2 separate regions of the Zea mays genome follow, and region 1 is linked to region 2. Evidence: chromatin contacts called from public Hi-C data. All regions are on one chromosome and are shown on one strand. The core of a region is the stretch at or near the end of the contact, and the rest is flanking DNA. Distances in the headings are between cores, read along the strand shown.

Evidence for each region. Hi-C and Micro-C count contacts between places; a contact is called where the count stands out from the background.
Region 1: a Hi-C map of tassel shows a contact between it and region 2, with 3 times the contacts expected there. The contact joins the promoter of LOC100194228 here to the enhancer-like site in region 2. A contact is called at or near these places in 3 of 25 Hi-C or Micro-C datasets (ear, leaf and tassel).

The regions. Positions count from the first base shown.
Region 1 is chr3:98,229,031-98,233,474 of Zm-B73-REFERENCE-NAM-5.0, forward strand. It overlaps LOC100194228 (Mitogen-activated protein kinase kinase 3), which reads left to right and starts at 1,535. Exons shown (of 9, transcript NM_001279806.2): 1 at 1,535-2,249. The coding sequence starts at 2,019.
Region 2 is chr3:97,907,314-97,911,897 of Zm-B73-REFERENCE-NAM-5.0, forward strand. No RefSeq gene overlaps it. Among protein-coding and RNA genes, the nearest start is that of LOC103650418, 40 kb to the right of the region's middle. Within about 2 kb of position 3,303, at least 19 of the 20 cell types and tissues checked have an H3K27ac peak or open chromatin away from gene starts, as enhancers often do. A contact at or near this core is called in ear, leaf and tassel, where this site is marked.

The sequences.
Region 1 (4,444 bases), core at 285-2,784, 320 kb after region 2:
AACAGATGAGGGTGATGACAACAGTTCATGCAATGTGAAAATCAAGCTAAAACACATCACGGTACCTGGAGGTTGGAAAAGAACGAAGGGATCCCCAAATCAGAGGAGATCAATTGATAAGCAGGCGTAAGGCCACCACCCGGAGCAGCTTGCAACAAACAGCAGAGATCAGTTCAGTACCTTCAACAGAGCCCAACACTCGGTCAGCAGGGACGCTGCCCTCTAAAGCGACTCCCTGATCCAAAGTTTGGGCTACCACCATACAACCAGAGTGTGGAGGAGATCCCGCGTGAACGTCCATGGAAGTACAGGAAGGAGACCCTGCTTGGGCACCCTCGGGGGCTGGGTCATAGTTGGCACTGCACTACGCTATAGAGGGCTAGTACTAAGCAATGGTTAAGTAATAACTACTTACTAAGTAATAATTATATACTAACTAATAACTTCCCACATCTAACATAGTTATAAAATTCTATGAATATGACAAGAGCAATGGGTTATACCTTAGGTCGCAGTGGAGTCAAGGTGCCAGTGGCGGGGGTGGTGGAGTTGGACAGCCTCCTGTCTGAAAATAAGCAACATAGCACTGTTAATGAAAATTTCGATAGCACCTCCCTTATATGGGGAGATTTCTAAAATCTACATAGAAATTGGCAGCACAATGACTGACATACATACTCAGTAGCAGACAAAAACACGATGGCTGCATGCACATTCAGTCACTGCAAATAACGACTAAATGACAATCTACTTAATTGCACCAACTAAATAACAAAATTACAAGCTAACCAACAAAAATGTAAGTAACCTAACTATATTAATTTGATAACAAAATTATAAACTAACAAACATGTTTGCAAACTTCTAGCTAAAATAGCAAATAAAGATGTTACCTAAGTAGAAAGTAAGCTAAATAAAATACAGAGTAACTACATAATTTGCTAAGTAAATAATAAATCCACTAATTAAATCTAGAGTATATACTAAACTAACTAAATCAAAATAAACCAGATTATATACTAAACTAACTAATCAAACCACTAACTAAACTAAATCCACTAAATCTTCTAACTAAATTAAATCCTCTAACTAAATTAAATCCACTAAAACTAAACTTATTGGGGCAGTATGAGGCGAGCTCGAGGGAGTGACACCAGGCACGGAGGCGAAGAAGGGGGCGCATCAGTACTAGGCGGGACGAAGCGGTGGTGGTGGTCGGCGGGCAGAGTGAGGTGCAGTGAGGGAGAGAGCGCGAGAGGGAAAAGCCGACTGAGCATATTTATCAGACCTTGGCATCAAGGTCTGTGCTGCTAAGGTCTGACACGTCATCCGTCACGTCATCGAGCCTACGCTAGCGTCAGCGTGACCCTCTGCTCGACGCCAAGATTTATAACGTCGAGCAATATTATTTCAGGGTCAAGCTGAGGATCTAAAATAAAGAATATTTTATTCAGTGTCTAAACGTTAATATTTTTTTTAAAAATAAGCTAAAATATATATAAAAAATCGGGCACTACCACTGTCCACTACCTCACGCAACCACCACTGCCTCACGCAACCACCTCAGCCCGGTCCACCTCTACCACCGGCCACCCACTGCCTCCACCCCCGCCCTAGATCACCACCGCACTCTCAGGCGCAAGAACGAGCTCACCAGGCAAAGTCACGGCGGCGACCTCCGCCTTCCAGGTCTCGCCCTTGCTGGCGCGCGCCTCTGCTCACCACCCAGCGCCGCGTCTTCCTTCTCCAGTCCGGTCGCTGGCCGACCGCCAGCGCGGCTCCGGGCCCTGCTTTCCGCACGCCCAAGCCTGCGCGCTCCGGACGCACCTCTCCTGCTCTTCTGGGCTTGGGAAAGAGAAGAAACCAGCATAAAAACACTAGATCTGTGAAGGATTTGAGGAAGAAACCAAACCGAAACCCTAGTGACGATGCTAGAGTTCGGACCTCGCTCTGAGTCGAAACGACCAGAGACCGCTGCCTTCCCTCCCCATTTTCCTTTCCCATGAACCAAGCAGCGTATGAGCTTTCCATCCCTCCTCATTTACCTATCCCACCTCTCATATCCCGTTATCCAAACGGCACCTCAGGGTACTGCAATCCAGAAGCAGGGGCCCTGGCCTCAGCGCACCTGGATGGCAGGGCTGGAGGAGTTGAAGAAGAAGCTACAACCCTTGCTGTTCGATGACCTGGACAGAGTTGGCGCCAGTACCAGGGTGCCCTTACCAGAAGATACTTGCGATTCCTACGCAGTAAGCACGCCCTGGTATTCTTGGCCTATTCTTCATTGGTATTTGCAATTGTAGTTATCTGGTACATTATGACATGTTAGCCAACTCGTCTAATAAGGTGGGAGACTTGGAAAGTCGATTGATGGCTTTAACTCTGCCTCTCTGCGTGGTACATGTACATGCTCAATTGTTTTTTTTTGTTTAATTTGAGGATTAGCAACCAAATGAACACAGATAGGTTTATGCTTTGTTTACGTTCCTTGTGATTTTTCTGTTGTGTACCCTCTTATGTAATCCCCAGAGGGTGGTCTTAATACACCCTAATCTATTGTGATGAACAGAGCAGGGTCTGCTGTAGCCAATGAGATTGGATATAGTGGACATAATCACATCGATTTTGTGGTTCAATACTCCAATTACCTTCTATAAGTTTTTATTGACTGCTACATATCACACTTTGGCTCATTTGCTTCTGTTTCCTGAATGTTTTGTTTATAATTTATTTATTTCTCAGTACTGGAAGTCAACTCGTTTGGATATGCAGCTTCCCTTTTTCAGTCAACTCTTTTCTAATGTCTAAACCCAGATTTTTTATGCAAACTCGACATGATCCAAATCAGTTGGTTCCAGTCAGGAGCGTATTTGAGTCTAGGGCCAATCACCTCAAACTTTTATGGCTCAATCTGTCTCTTTGTGTTGGCATCCCTAGCAATCCGTCCCACACAGCATGATAGCAGACCGTGACCCTGCAAGGTAAAAGCCTGGAAGGATGTACCCGCCCAAACTGGATCATTACATCGCCTCACATCTCTCTCTCTCTCGTGTCGCCTTCCTCTTCCGTCGTGCCCCCCCTCAGTCGTTACGTGTTAAACCCTATCTGGAGGCATTGTCAAATTAATTCACTGGTGGTTGAATCAACAACTGAGGGCCATGTCTTGATGTCTGAACCAGCAATGTGTGGCTGCATATTGGGTGTTTATGTGATCACCCTAAACCCTGTACCTTTTGAAACAAAATAAGTGAAAGGGTCTCTAGCTGAGTTGGTCAGGTGGTCTGAGTAGCACTCCTCAGGTTATGAGTTTGACTCCCCGTGAGAGCGAATTTTCAGGCTGTGGTTAAAAAATCCCCTCGTCTGTCCCACGCCAAAGCATAGGTCTAAGGCTCGGCCCCGGTTGCAGTCATTTCTCACATGAGATACAGTGTCGCTGTGTACGGGTGGGACAGGGGTTCGGTGGTTTTCTTGACCTACGTGAGAAGGTCTTCTTAATATAATGCCCGAGGGTTGTCTTACCTCCCGTAGGTCGAGTTTTTTTTTCAATCAAAATAATAAAACATACTGCATAGTGGGTGTTTGGATCCTCGTTAAAATAACATCCACGTATTTGTACTACTTAGATGTGACTTGGTGCTGTTTGCTTTAAGTGCTTGAATATTGGCCCTAGACATGCAAATTCACGAGCTCTGCCACTGCTTCCAGTAATGCGTGAACTATGCTAAATAAGGATGTTTCCAACCTTCCCAGTTATGTAAAAGGAAGAAAAAGGACAATCCCCATTTACTTCTATGAACATTTCACTATATCCACTTGATCCCATGAATAAAATTTAGGTTCAATTTACTAAAAAAAGGGCGGATCCAGGGCCGAAGGCTCCCACATGAGCGGTTTCTGGGGAATGGATAAACCGAGGCAAGCCCCCCTGCAAATGCGGAGAGGTTGCTTTGAACCTGTGATGTGGTGACTCAGTGAGATAGCTCTCACCACTGTGCCAGGCCTACCCTTTAGGTTCAGTTTACTACCTCATACTATTTCAATTGGTCCTTCTACCCTATTGAGATTTTCCTTTTTTGTTTCCACATGTGGAAGTTGAGTTTTGTAGTTAAAATTTTGTGGACTACAAAAGGACAAGATGTTCTGGGTTAGAAAAATACATGAAGAACTTCCATGATTATTTTTGTAGGTTGTGAGCATCGTACTTATTTAAACCTTGAGATACAAATTTGCATGAAAGTAATCATATAAAAGTATCAATGCATTTTCTAACATAGGACATCATATCCTCAGTTACCTGACAAAATTTGAACTTCAATCCCATCTTGTGTGCCAAGAAACAAAAAAGACAAATCACATTGTTTTCTTTTGAGGGGTGTGGCAGGGGTGTAGATTGGACCAATCTAAATAGTTTGAGAATAAATCATGCCTAACTTTTTGCTTAGTG
Region 2 (4,584 bases), core at 2,053-4,552:
ATAGAAGGAGGGAGGGGAGAAGAGAGGTTGTCGGGGTCTTCAAGGCCATCAACGGAGGGAGGTAATGGGGAGGAGAAACGGAAGCTTTGAAGCTCCATTAACGCAGAGGAACGGTCGCAGGCGCGGGGCTTCGGGCACGGTGTGCAACGGCGGCCTTGGGCGCGGGGTTAGCTCGGTGCGGACACGAGGCTCGGGGCACGGCGGCTGTGTAGTTGGGGCTGGCCTGGCGCTGGGCGTCGGGTCGCGGTTGGGCTCCTGGCGTCCTGGCGGCACGCTTGGCGTGGCGGTGTCGGGTTCTTGGCGGCTGCCTGGGAGAGAGAGGCGAGAGGGAAGGAAAGAGAGGGCCGGGTGCGTAAGAGAGAGTGAAGGGGAGGGGGAAGAGTTCGTGGCGGTGGCGGCTAAGCAGGGAGGCAGGGGAGGCGCGACCAGCTCCTTACATGGGCCTTAGTGGGCCTTAGGGTTAGGGTTTAGATTTGGGTTTTTCTTTTTTTTCTATTTCTTTTCTAAATTCAAAATATATTTTTAAATAACCCTAAAATTCATAATAATTATACAAAAATTATTGATAAATAAAATATCTGTTTTGGACTAATAATTATTATATTATTTATTTGGATTTTCATTTAAGAAGAAATGCTATTAAATATCCAAAAATCAATCATGAGCAATCAAAAATTATTCCAAATGCAATAAATAACAAACACTTGAATGAAAAAATTATTACCATATTTACCATTAATAACTAAATGCATTAATTTTAGTTGATGGTTTTTATAGTGTTACAGAAGTGCACTCAACAAGTGTCGAAAATAGGATAAAAATAGAAAGAAGCAAACTCCCCCTAAGATAATGCAAGGGTCAAAAAGAGAATGCAGAAAATGCAGGAGCTTCACGAGTATAGCAATCAAAGTGTAAAAATGCTCTAGGTGGTGCTGTGCGATGTGTGCAACAATAAATGCACATGCTGACATATGCTCAAACTGATCATATGCATAAGATATATGAAGAATAAGCATTTTGATTCAACTTTAAGCATGTCAAAAGAGAAGTCCACTACTAAAGCAACACTAGACATATAGTAGGCAGGAAATCAACCAAGTGCTAGTCAAAGGTATACAAGGTGAACCACACCAAAAAACGGTCACTCATCATTCCAAAACAGATTTGTAAGCTGGAAATTGAGTAATTTTTTAAGAGTTTGTAACAATGTCACACCAGGATTTAAGGGCAAATCCAAGCGCGAATCAAATGTGTGTTAGGATCAAGTCTCACACATATGACCCATGGTACAAAAATGAATGTCACATCTTTATTACTTAATAGGAGTTCTATACAAAATAGCTAAATAATCACATCATATGACGACAGCGATCCTCCGCAACCATAGTTGACTAGGAGACGACGGCCTAGACCTCTCACAAACTCATCGCGACATCCTTCATGCTCCTTATCCTGCGGTACCTGTACTTGACCCCAGGGGTGAGTACAACAAGAGTGAGCTCACATACGTTCGTCGCTCAACAAGTTATGGGGAATAATGTGCATGAGCTCACTTATGGTGGGGGCTCATGTGAAGTGTAAGGCTTACCAAAGGAAATGGTTAAGCCTGAGCATTGCTTTTAACAAGTTGGTCAAAATTTTATTAGCAGTTACTAAGTATAAGTAGATACCATCCCATATAAATAAGAGATCACATTTAATAGTAAATCCCACAATGCAATGCATATGATAGATTAAGTTTATTTCCATATGTTACTCATGTGAGGGTCCAAGCCGCCCATGACCGTGAGCACAGATGATATACCAGTTTTACACTTTGCAGAGGTTGCACCTTTTACCAACAAGTCGTGTATCCCATCTAGCCAGGATTTGCAAGACCCTTAGACACTCTCGAGGTGAATGGGTTGGGATCCACTATGAGGCCTTTACAAAGTTCCACTAGCTTCAGAAACCCCGCTATGATTTCGTGAGAAGAGCGATATAGGAAGCCCTCGTCTGAAAAGCCATCGCAGCATGATTGACCCGATAACCTCCCTACACCGGCAACTCCTCTATCGCCCTTGCCCCTTTTGGGTAAGGTAGTCCTCCACTAGTTTTCTTAATTAGTCAGCCAAGGGTGTCCCATTCCACCCTTGTGGTAGCACTATTTTCACGGGTGGTCGCTCTATGTTCGAATTAACATAATAATCTTACCATGAACAATAATTAAAACAACAATAATAATGGAACATGATCATAATTCAGTATAACATTAATCCCAAAACCAGGTAGAGCAATAACAAGTCTACCCAATAGTTCATTTGTGTGCAAGGTGTGGGGTACAAAACTAGGGTAACCTATTAGGTCCCATGAAATTAACCTGAGCATGTCACCGCGATTAACAGGAACATTATTAGGTAAAGAAGAGTGATCAGGCACAACTTGCCTTTTTGGTGCAACTCCAGGTATTTCTCCAATTTGGTCTTCAGATTCCACGTGACCTCGCATATGAACAAACTACGTAAGATTACTCGTAGCAATATATACAATCAAGCAAATAATGGATATGGTAACATTACACGAAAGCATATGAACAAACTGCGTAAGATTATTCTACGCGCCGCTACGAGATCGCAGGTTTGAGAATCACTAAAATCGGAGTTCAGGTTAAAAAGATATGGTTTTCTCAAATTTTAGGTGATTGTAACACCTCAAAGTCCTATTTTTGAGAATATAGTAAAACTCTCTATAGGCTATGAATCAGAGTACCATTTAATCATGTTTCTCTTAACTTTGAAGTTACACCTCCTAATATGTATATATATATATTCTAATAAAATATTAAATGAAAAGGAATCCTACGTGAACTAAGTTATTCCTCTGTTAAAACCATATAATTACAAATTCTCCCTAAGAATTTAAGTTAAACCATCTCTAAATAAAAGCATTCTATACCCTAGATTTATCCTTCATGAAAATGCTTATTTTGGGTGTTTTTGGATTTCATACTTAAACGCAAGTGTTTAATTAAAGTATTAATACAAATATAATAGAATCTTTGCATCTCATGACTGGAGTTTTGATTGGGTATTTATTTTGAAGTTGAAACATAAATTCAGAATTGAGTGTAATTTGAATTTATAAATTCAAAATAGAAAGATAGAAAAAAAGAAGGATCTCTGTAGCTCTCGGCCCACTCGTCTTTTCTCCCCCCTGCGCGGCCATGTGGGCTGAATGCCTGCCCTGCGGCCCAATTCCATCTTCGCGCGCCTTGGCTCTCCCACGCGCCAGCGTGATGGGTCAGCCACTGGTTGGTGGGTCCCTTAGGTCAGCTACAAACCGCAGTTGTTTTTCATTCATCTGATAACATGTGGGTCCCGCTGGTCGGGTTCATCACCAACCTCGCGAAAGTTTCGCTGCCACAACAGAATCGCGCCTGATGCGCCGGGCCGTTGGCCAATCGGCCACCCTGACCGAGTTCCCCTCGTCTATGGATATAAGTATGGCCGCGACTGCTTCCCTCATCCGCGAACTGACTAGTTTCCTATCATCGACGGGAGCCATCACCGGAAGTCGCGTGGATCTGGGCACTGCTGTCAACCAGCGCGTGCGCTAGCGTCGGGCCCTTGGGGATTAGTCACAAAACACCACCGAACCGCTAGTATCGTGCCCTTGTCCATGCTGGAGGTGATTCGTGGCCAGGGGCGCGTGAATCGCTCGCCGATGAGAAGACCGCCAGGATGCCGCCGCGATTGGTTCATGCGTTGGGTGGTGAGGGGTCCTCGGTAGCAGGACAGTATGCCTCGCCACGTCGTGCGCAATGCATCCGTGGCTTCGCTTAGGTGGATGTTAGCAGCCTACTCTAGATCGGGAGACAACTACTGGAGGAAGAAGGAGATAGGCGAGGAAGAAGGGTTTAACTGGAGTTCGACATCAGTTTTTCCATATCCCCTACAGACTGCCTGGGTAAGCTTTAATACCCCTTTCCCTTACACGGTCCACTCCGGACCCGAATACAGAGTGTTCGGCCTTTTAGCTCTGCGCCCCACCCGACGCAGAGGCGAGACTGGGTCCGTGCTGGTGGCTGTGTCGAGGCCCAGCAATGGTGCATTGCTGACATTCCCTCCTGCTTGCGATGCTGCTTGTCCCCAAGCAGCTGATCGTGGAAATTGTTGGCGGATGGCGTCGTAGTCTTCCCAGGTTGCCAGAGCATCATCGAACCCTGACCAGCGGACCAGCACCTGGGAGACGGAGGTACCCCCGCGGGAGATCGTCCTTGTGTCGAGTACCTTGACAGGAATCTGCATAGCAGCGGATGCGTCAGGCAAAGTAGCGCTCACCTGATGTTTGGAGGATACTGCCCTCTTGAGCTGGGAGACGTGGAACACGGGGTGAATGGAAGAACCAACTGGTAACTCCAATTTGTATGCTACCAATCCCACACGCTTCAGCACATTGAAGGGACCAAAATATTTGAATGATAACTTGTGGTTGGCCCCATGAGCTACTGACGTTTGAATATAAGGCTGGAGCTTGAGGTACACGCGATCACCAACTGCAAACTCCCGGTCCGACCTGGACTTGTCCGCCTGGTATTTCATACGT